Linked DNA regions of Mus musculus: region 1 is linked to region 2. Evidence: chromatin contacts called from public HiChIP or PLAC-seq data. All regions are on one chromosome and are shown on one strand. Each heading gives the region's core, a stretch centred on a gene start, on an enhancer-like site or on the middle of the called end of the contact. The rest is flanking DNA. Distances are from core to core; before and after follow the strand shown.

Region 1 (5,351 bases), core at 623-3,122, 49 kb after region 2:
TCTGTGAGTTGGGATTCATTTCCTCTTAACCTGATGAGTGGGATTTAGCTGAGTGCCAGGGAGGCAAGAGAAGCTGGGATGTCTAAAGTAGACCCTCACTCAGGAAGAAGAAATATATTCAAATCCTGTATAGTATCATACGTGCCCTCTTGGGCCAACTTGACCTAGTTCTTGTGCACCGTAGATGTCCTACATTCTTGGCACACCCAACACGCTGGGGTCTCTAATACAGCTGCAGATTTACCTACACAGCTGCATACACAGCTGTCTCACATATTCCGTACGTACCTACCCTCCTATACATTTCTTGGCCTCTGGATTTTATTTTTTGTCCCCCAAAACTCCTGTTCCAAGACAGTGCCACATGGCTAATGTTCTGGTATGCTGATAGTTCAAGCAGAAGCTGGACCCACCAAGATGGCCATTACAAATGCCAGTGTAGCTGAATCTGGGCAAACATGTCTTTAGGCTGCGCTGTCTGAGCATCGCTCCCCAGAACCATCTCTCCTATTTTTCCAGTGTAAATCATGTGCTTTCTCTTTCATGGCACCTGTTTCTTTAACAATAAGAAGTGCTTTGTCTACAGCTTTTAATGTGTATGTCCTTTTTCCTCACCAAACTGTACATTTCCCCTATTTGTCTTCTCTTCTTTCTGCTCTGAATTATCACTATAATTCTGGATAAATGCATCAAGTAGCAACCATGTTGCAGCTTGGCTACCATGCTCTCATAAAATTTCCCTTGATAAATAAGCTGGTCTGGTTGGTCTATTGCTTCTATATTTAACATCACTTAAATTTTCAGCACATGGGCATCATGTTGACAGTTTTGTTTGTTTATTTGTTTTGTTTTGTTTTGCAGGAGGGTTACATATATGAATGACAACTAGTCCAATCCCTGATTGAGTCTTTGTTCTTGTCTGAAGCCTCCTGAGTAAGCTCTATTTTTTTTCTTGCCTTTCTTTTGTTTTCTTTTCTCTGGAGTAGTATGTGTGGCATGTGTGAATGCCTGTATATATGGGATGTGTGCGTGTGGAGCCCTGAGGCTGACATCAAGTGTCTTCCTTGGTCATTCCTTGCCTTTACTCTCAGTGTTTCCATCAGCAGCTTGGCTTTCTTCTTACCACCATGTCCCTCAACCATGTTCTGATTACTGTCATCTAGGGTTGCTCTGGCTCTTGCCGCCTCCTCCTCCTCCTCCTCTTCTTCCTCCTCCTCCTCTCCCTCTTCCTCCCCACCCCTTCTCCCTCTTCCATCTACTTTTCTTTATATTCTTCTGAGTCAGTCTCATAACCCAGCCCGACCTCGAGCTTGCTGTTCATTCATCCCAGCCCCCTTAATGCTGGAATTACAAGTGTGCACTTGCACACCTAGTTCATTTTCTTGTTCTTCACTCTCATTCAATTTAAAAGAAATAATAGCCCTTGGTCTATACCTTTCCAGATGCCATAGAAAAATAGCATCAACTTGAATTGTATTCTTTCTTCATCTTAAATTGAATCTCTGCCAGTCTGGCTCCTAAATGGCTCTTGGTGGCCAGATAATACCTTTTGATATTCACTCCCATTGCGGTCTCTTTCACCTGAGTTGGTCTGGTTGGTCTCATTCAGATGGACAGACAAGGGCAGAAGTGATAGGATGCCACTTCCAGATTAGCATATAATTGGTTTTGTTCTCCCATATTCTCCCTAGGTAAGCCTGCTGTACCTTGCAGAGAGGCATCTTCGACTCAGGACCGAGGTTGTGACCCTGCAGGCTAGCTAGGTTACCCACTCTGACCAACAGCTCCACTGTATCTTCACAGGGAACCATGGGCCAGGGGGATCCTGCTGGTTCATGGCTGGATTCCTGACTCATAGAAATGAAAGGCTAACAAATGGTTGTTTAGATTGCTCAGTGTTGAGTAATTGGCTCTGTGGCAATTAGTCTTCTCTTAGTCACCAGCCATGTGTCACTGGGATGCAATAGCTGGCACAGACTGATGGTGAAGCAAAATGAAAGTTTGGCTCAGGGTTCTAGAGTTTTAAGTCCAAGATTAGGTAATTCCATTAGTCCCTTTAGGTCTTCTGGTAAAGACCATTGTCTTAGTTAGGGTTTTACTGCTGTGAACAGACATCACAGCCAAGACAATGCTTATAATGACAACATTTAATTGGGGCTGGCTTACAGGTTCAGAGGTTCAGTCCATTATCATCAAGACAGGAAGCATGCAGCACTCAGGCAGGCATTGTGCGGGAGAAACTGAGAGTTCTACATCTCCATCTGAAGGCCTCTAGGAGAAGACTGGCTCCCAAGTGGTTAGGAGGAGGGATTCATTGCCTACCCCCACAGTGACACACTTCTTCCAACAAGACCACATTTACTCCAACAAGAGAAATGCCCCCTTGTAATGTCACTCCCTAGACCAAGCATATTCACACCGCTATAACCATGTATCCAAACCACACACCGAGATAATCTCTCTGTGCTGGTTAGTCAATTGGCACAGCTAGAGTCAATGAGAAGAAAGTTTGATGAGGAATTATCAAGTTCAGGTTTGCCTGTGGGCATGTCTGTGGTGGTGGAGGATTGTCTTGACATCTGATTGATGTAGAAAGTCTCAGGCTGCTTTGGGTTGCACCAATCCCTAAGCAGTGGGGTCTAGAACAGTGTAAGAGAGAAGAAAGCTATCTGAGAGCAAGTAAAAGAGAGATGCATGCATCTCTCTTCTTTTGACCATGGACACTAAGCTTTGAGTTCTTGCCTTTAATTTCCCCCCAAAATAGTGAATATAACCCAGAATTATACCAAATAACCTTTTTCTCTCCTAAATTGTTTTTTGTTGGGGGTATTTTATCAGAGTAATGGACATCAAACTAAGGCCCTCTCTATTCCATGATCCTTAGTCACACCCACAAAGTCCCTTTACCACATGGACCAATGCATCTCCTGAATCCAGGATTAACATGTAGACCTCTTTGAGCATCATTATTCTGCCTTTTTCCAGGGCAAATTCTTGGAACCCAGCACCATAAGCTGTGTATTTGATGTCTGGTTTCCCCCTTGGACTGTGTTGTTACCAACTCATACTGGACACCGATGAGCTTCCAAATTTTCATCTATAAAACAGAGATGACATAAAAAAAAATGATTCTGTCTCTTTTCACAGGTTGACGGGACATGATAAAAAGTTTGTAGAACCTCAGTTAAAGTTCCCCCCAATGTAAATAAATACATAAAACTGTGGCACTCTGATGATAACATAGGGCAGAACAGTAGATAGCTGGGCTGTGAACACCCACCGAGCAGAAGTGACCCCACCGTGGGAATGGAACAGATCATGAGAACTGAAGTGGTCTCAGGAAAGCCAGAACTTAGCATCAGAATGGAAGCAGCCAAAGGCTGTGTTGACTTTCTGGGGCGTTGTGAACAAACCTGTTTTTCTCAGACAGGGCACCAATGCCAGACCAAAGAGACACTTGTACCCATGCCTGGTGTGCACCAAAGAGTGTATCGGGATGACTTACAATAGCACAGCTGACTCAAAGGCAGCAGCAGCAACAAAAAGTTCACCCCAGCACGGGTGATAACTCACATCCCCGGAGCTTCCCATACAATCAGTTCAGAGAGTCCCTTAGTCTCAGTAGTTGTCACTGCTCATACAACCTTGAGGGCAGGGCCTGGGAATTGACTTTGGGAGTCATGAGGAGCTGCCTGAAGGGAAGGAATGCTTCACTTGGAGGAAATTGCAATTGCTATGCGACATTAGGCTCTGAGACTGCCTGCCTACTGTCTGGTTATTTCATGACATCCATGAGTGGGAGCTGAGAAAGCCGGAAAGGGAGAGGAGAGAGGATGCTCACTGCTTCTCTTAAGACCAAGTGACAACATGCAGTCCTTTACTTCCATGTCCCTGTAGACATAGCTCCCACGTTCAACTGAACATTCCATCTTATGCTTGATGGAAAGCAGACACTCACCAAACACTGGGCATGGACCTACTGTGGCCATAGAGGAAGGTTGCAATGTTCATCCCCTTTGCAGACAAGAAGCCTGGTCAAGTGCAGCCCCTGCTCGTCTTCTGGGGAAGCTCAGAGCCCTCCCCCACCCCACCCCCACCGCCCCAGTTCCTTTGATCCTGATCCCAGTTCCTCTAGGATCAGGCTTTGATTGAACGGCTTTCTACTTCTTACTGAAACCACAGCCCAGCAATCAAGTCTTACTCAACTGGGCAAGGCAGTAGAGAGATAATGCCTTCAAAGATGGCCACCATATCCCAACCTCTGGAACCTATAAACACCAGATGAACATAACTTCCTATGGTTAAGGAACTTTGTCGTTGTGACTAAGCTGAGCATCTTGAGATGAGGAGGTGATCCTGGGTTAGCAGGTAGGCCCGGGCCACATGCCAATGTTCTCAGCAAATGAATTTATTTCCAGTGGAGATCAGAGGGCGACTGGGACCATGAAGAATGGTCAGTGAGATGTGAGTTTGCTGAGTGTGCAGGCAACCAGAGAGGCCTTTACAGAAAGCAATGTCTGCAGTCTACATCATGAGGAATGGGAGGGACCGGTAATGAGGCGGAGTCTTCCCCAGTGCCGCTAAGGACACATGGGTGAATCCTTGAATTTAATCCAGGAGGCATTGTCAGATGTTATGCCTGCAATGCTGTAAGTGTTAGCCATAGTGACTCTGCAGAATTCAGCTTTACCCTCAGCATTTACCAACATTGTTCCTATTATTCAAGTTGTTAATTGACACAAAATAATTGTGCGCACTTATGAGGTATGAAGGAGAGTTTTGACTCTTGCATATTGTGACAGCTATTCCTGATTGTCAACTTGACTACTTCCGGAACGAACTACAGCCCAGAAATGGAGGGCACTCCTGTGATCCAAAAATTGAGGCTGGAAGAAGACACAGGCTTCTGACCTGGATCTTGACATGGGATAACACACGTTTTCGATCCAGATCTTGAGGCATAGTGGCCATAAAAACCTTAGACCCAGGCAAGATAGTACAAGCCTTTAATTCCAGGTGACAGAGGCAAGCAGAACTCTGAGTTCAAGGCCAGCCAGAGAAAGAGCAAGTTCTAAATCCAGGCATGGTGGCACACATCTTTTTTTAACCACTTTTTTGTTTGTTTGTTTGTTTGTTTGTTTTTTGAGACAGGGTTTCTCTGTATAGGGTGGCACACATCTTTAATCTGAACCATACCTTCTGCTAGAAGCTTACAAGAGGACAATGGAAGAAGGAAGTCTCTCTCTTCTTCACCTGCTTGCACTTACTAGCCAGCACATCTGTTGGAACCTACTTCTACAGAAGACTAGATGAAACAACTAGCCTCGTGGGACTGAGCAACTACTAGATCC
Region 2 (5,070 bases), core at 508-3,007:
GTTTAGAAAAAGACAGAGTCAGTCAATTCTTGGAACATATCATGAAACAATTTATGATGAATATATCACAAAGTTATAGAGGAAGAACAAGTTTAAAAAAAAAAAAGACAAGGTGGCCTTCATGTTAGGACATGATTAGAGAAAAACACACAGTTAGGGAACAGTATACAAATAAATCAAGTTCTAACATTATGTTTAACTAGGAAAAGGAAGAAAAAAAATGGAGCGAGCTGTCCCCTAATACTGTCTCTGGCTCTACAACTCTGGGATTACAAGAATGTCAAAATGTTAATTTTTTTTTTTTTTTTTGCATGCATGGGATCAAGCTCGGATTCTTGTGTGTGCTCCCCAAGTCCTGTAGCAACTGAGTCATCTCCACAGTCATACACAGACCTTCATAATGGAGAGACTGTGGACATGTGGACTTCCTGCTCACAGGCATATTCAAAGTAGGGCTACATTTGTGAAGGCCACTCTCAAATGGCCTTGTTAAAAATGGTCTACTCCCTTCTTATTTTAGTAGCCATAGCACTAAGGCCAGAGTCAAGCTGAACTAAGGAACAAAGATGTTATCTTAACTGTAAATAGTGAAAGCATATCTTAGGTAAGATTTCAAAACAAACAAACAAACAAACAAACATGTTTCCTGTGAATAGCAGGGCAGAGATTTGCTTTGCAAACCAACTTCAAAGGATTATATCCTCTGAAATTACAGGACTCCAGAACTTACCCAAACAGAAAAGTGACTATATTATAGCTTACAGAATCTGTAAGCTAAGCCTAATTTAGAAGATACAGGCCCCATTTTGTAATTCTTTTACCACATCACCAAAGGACAAAGATAAGGATAAAAAAAGAAAAAAAGAGTTTCCTCCAGCCATAGAGTGCAAGTATGATATAGGTAGATGTTCCTGTCCAGCGCTTACAAAATGTCAGTACAGCATATTCTCTCTCTCTCTCTCTCTCTCTCTCTCTCTCTCTCTCTCTCTCTCTCTCTCTCTCTCTCTCTCTCTCTCTCTCTGTTAATTCTTTGAAATGGTCATGAAAAGCTGCTGAGCAGCGTGGTCCCCCAAGCTTACCCAAAGAGGTGATGTCAGAGCCCTGTCCTGTTAAAACGCTTGAATTCTTGTAGTATGGTTGCCTTTCAGGCAGGGAATTTCTTGGCACCTCTAAGTGACAGGCTGTCTTGTGATTTAGCACATGTGACTACTATTGTCGACTTGACAGAATCTAGAGTCACCTGGAGACGGGCCTCAGGCTTGTGGGAGGAGAGATTATCTTGATTACTTAAGTGTTGTGCAAAGGCCGGTCTTGACTGTGGGCTAGACCATTCCTGGGTACAGGATCCTGGACTATACAAATTGATCTCGGTAGCAGCGTGCTTCCACAGTCGTCTAAGTTCTGATTACCGATGCGATGTGATCAGCCATTTCAAGATTTTTTTTTTCCTGCTTTGCTTTTTTACTCTGAACTATGAGCCAGAGCAAACCCAGTTTTCCTTAGCTTGTTTTTGTCACAGCTACAGGAACAGAAACCTTGCCCAGTGACCAAGTCTTATTGCGTGGTAAGCAGTGATTAAGTACACTAGGGTAGGAGCATAGTTTTAAACACAGGAATCCACTGTCCTTTCAACGGAATGATTTTTGATTCATTTAATTTTCAGAAAATTCTAGTCTCTTGTCATCTATTCCAGAAGCTTTCGGTAGAGGGCAGCTGAAGGCTCCCGGTGAAAAGCAGGCCACCGCAACGAGCAACCACTGTGCTTGCAGGAGCTTGAGGAGGGTGGAGCCGGAGGCCGGGAGGCTAGAGCCAGAGAGCACCGCGTGGGAGGACTGCACAGGGCCAGGCGCGCGTGCGGGCGGTGCAGGGAGCGGTGCTGGAGGTTGTAAGGCTGTGCAGAGAGCTCGGGCGGGTGCATAAGGCAGAGAGGGGCAGACAGAGAGGGGCAGCACAGGGGGCAGGACGTTGCATTGGGCGTTGCACTGGAGGTGCAGGGCTCTGGACATTGCACTGGGGGTGCGGTGCACAGGGCGGTGCGGGGCGCAGGGCAGCTGACAGCGTCATCAGGCGGGAGCAGCGCGCACTCCGCCTCAGCAGCCACCGCATCGCGCTGCGCGCAGCGGGTCCCGGAGCTGCGCCTGGAGACCTGCGGCTCTGAGCCGGCTCTCCCCAGGTAAGCAAGCCACCACGGCTCTCGGCTGGAGCTGGATACAGCTCGCGGGTGCCCGGCGCTTTTGGCCAGTCCTGGGAGCCAGAGGAGCAGGATTACTCTCTGGGGCTGAAGATCAGTATGTATCCCAGGACTTGGAGAGGGGGACCAGCCAGCCTCATCCTGCATCCTTCCAGGAGGGGAGGGCGAGGACGAAGCCATAGCTCAGTTGGGAGAACGTTAGACTGAACACCTAACATTGCTTTGAAGGGGCAAAACCTCAGGGTCTTACCCAAGATTAGGGATCCCGTCCTAACAGGAGTTGCGGTTGGGGAAATTCTTTGACTGCAGGTATTCTAATGAATGCGGAAGATTCCATCGATTTAGGAAAAGTCTCCTAAAGAGGTACAGCTAGAGAAAGAAACATTCAGAGCCAAGAAGAAATGGCTAGGGGATTCCTGATGTTTGGATCCCAACCTCTAGACTTAACGCTCTGGAAAGGGACCCGCCCCAATGTCTCATTTCCTATTTTAAAGACCAGGCTTGGGATATCCACGGGACTCCCCTTCTTCTCCCGGTGGGAGCTCAGGCAAGTCTCAGCATCTAGTCCAGGCAGAAGAACGTGGGTCTCCATCAGAGGACAATGACAGCTGGCTGCCCAAGGGTTGGACTTCCCCACCCTGCTTTGCGATTCCATGTCCCAGTTCATATTCTTTGGGGTTGGGGGATCTTTGGAACTGGACACCACACATCTCGGTTGTTCCATGCCTTCAAAGGTGGAACACAGTATAACTTGGGTGGAGGAATCCGTGCCCAGCCAGCCTTGTTTAGGAATTCATTTCACATTTTGGTTCTTGTTAGCTTTTAATCGGGCCCCCGTGCATACTAGTTTATACTAGCAGAAGTTTTGTGATTTGCTTAAAAGAAAAAAAAACCCATAAAATATTATTTTAAATGACTATTTTCTAAGTAACAGCAAAAAAGCTGAAGTATTTTAGATCTCAGATCAGTCTAGATGTGTTCTTTCCCACTGGCATTTGGGTTCGAGGAGGTGGAGTGGGTGGTAGAGAAAAGGGAATAAAATTAGAATAAATTTAACAAATTTGTATGGGAATCATACTTTAAAAAAAGAAATTGTTGTTGCCTAAAATTGCAAACTATTCAGTTTTATCTGTGCCCTTCGAACTGGAGAGGGCCCTGAGCACAAGAAGACACAACACCCCCCGCACCCCCATCCCAAATATATCAGAGAAACAGAAGGTGGTACAGGTAGGAGGTCCGTTTGACTGAAGATTTTACATTTAGTGCAGGTGGCTGTCCCTGGAGAACCCAGGCAAGGAGCGGGGAGAGGCAGGGCTGACACAGACTGTAGCCAGGCTCCGAATCCTGTTCAGTTTTCTTGTGTTGGGGACCCGTGTGTAGGGCTTATACAGGAACCCCCAGAAGCTTTTTCATGAGTGCCTTAGCAGGGTGCTCTGGAGGCTTCAGACTCACAGTTTGAAAGGCAAGCTGGGCAGGGAGGGGACTCCAGCAGCTGGCTAGCAACCAGCCTTGTCAACAGAACTATTTCAGCCTGAGAAGGGCAGGCGGGGACCTTGCTACCGGCTTCCCATATGTGTCCCGTTTTCTACGGCACACGGCATTCTATACTTCCCTAGAAACAACTTATTCTAGCAACAAATGGTGGGCATCCGATGGGGACAGACAAAACCTCTGAAAAACTAATGGGGCTCTTTTTATCAAGAAAGAAATATACCTTCTTGTAGTCGAAAATATATTGTAGTCCAACCAAGGGATGGTTGACATGTTGAATTCAGTCAATGGCTTTAGATAAAAGGCATCGTGTGTCCAAGACGAATGCACCATGCTCTTGTACCAGGGAGTTTCTGTTTGACAGTGAGAGAATTTGGTTGCCTCCGCTGTGCTGAAAGTACTCAGCCAGCACTTCCTTCTCAACGAAGCTAACCAGTATCCCATTCTCTTTCGCAAGCCAGCTCCAACCTGCCTATTGATCATCCGTGCTTCTGGAGAGAGCACATTGGCCATGGACAGGTGTCCTTTTCAGGGCTAAACTGATTGCTATGACATTAATTGATTTGGGTAACGATTTTTCCAGGAAACAGCTGATCTATCAAAAGTGAAGATGATGGCTTTCCATGTTGTCAAAATTGCTCTGTGTGTGTGTGTGTGTGTGTGTGTGTGTGTGTACATGCAGGTACCCATGGGTGCATCTGGACACATGTGCACATGCTTGTGTACATCTGCACACATGTGCACACACATGTGCATTAATTAGAATGGTGACCAGAATCATTACCAAGGGTCTTCTTTGGTGGCATTCTTACTTAACCTAGAGCTCGGCGTTTGATTAAGTCTCTGGCCGATGAGTCCCAGGGACTCTCCTGACTCTGATGCCTCAGTAGCAGACATGAGCTGTTGTGCCTGGCTCTTTTATATGGATGCCATGGACATGAACTCAGGTTTATTTTCTTCCACGGCGAGTGCTATACTGACCAAGCCAACCAAGCTGTCTCTTCAGCCCTGGTGGCCTTTTAAAAGTTAAGTTTACAAATGCCTGCACACAGCAGGCAAGAACATAACATCATCTATTTGCTTCCAAATAATGCTTTAGTTTTTGATTACCCGGCAGGCAAGTTCTCTTCCTTGACCTGGTGAGACGTTTTTTGAAGGGATGGGAGCAGATGTCCCCTCTCTCTTCCTTGCTGTTGCTTCTGATGAAGCTCTGGAGAGAGATTTTGTACAGTCCTCACCCTGGGGCAGCAAGTGCTGTCCTGTAAACCAGTGCTGTCCAGTTGACACATGATAGGAGTGCTCCATGCATAATTCAGATTGGGTGATTAGTCACCTCAGAAGAGAAAGAGGAGCGGGGAAATCAATTTTAGTGTTTCCATATTTAACAT

What was found. HiChIP or PLAC-seq counts read pairs in DNA pulled down with a chosen protein or histone mark.
Region 1: an HNF4G HiChIP or PLAC-seq map of pancreatic cancer cells shows a contact between it and region 2. The contact joins the enhancer-like site here to the promoter of Diras2 in region 2. A contact is called at or near these places in 6 of 39 promoter capture datasets (the 3T3-L1 cell line, embryonic stem cells, hippocampal neurons and 2 more), 10 of 484 Hi-C or Micro-C datasets (the C2C12 cell line, the N1E-115 cell line, adipose-derived mesenchymal stem cells and 7 more), 4 of 115 datasets of contacts at active chromatin or transcription factors (embryonic stem cells, forebrain and pancreatic cancer cells) and 3 of 9 other capture datasets (embryonic stem cells, liver and pancreatic islet).

What each region holds. Positions count from the first base shown.
Region 1 is chr13:52,478,517-52,483,867 of GRCm38.p6, reverse strand. No RefSeq gene overlaps it. Among named protein-coding and RNA genes, the nearest start is that of Diras2, 50 kb to the left of the region's middle. Within about 2 kb of position 1,872, at least 38 of the 459 cell types and tissues checked have an H3K27ac peak or open chromatin away from gene starts, as enhancers often do. A contact at or near this core is called in the C2C12 cell line, the N1E-115 cell line, embryonic fibroblasts and 2 more, where this site is marked.
Region 2 is chr13:52,527,523-52,532,592 of GRCm38.p6, reverse strand. Diras2 (DIRAS family, GTP-binding RAS-like 2) reads left to right here and starts at 1,757. Exons shown (of 2, transcript NM_001024474.2): 1 at 1,757-2,173.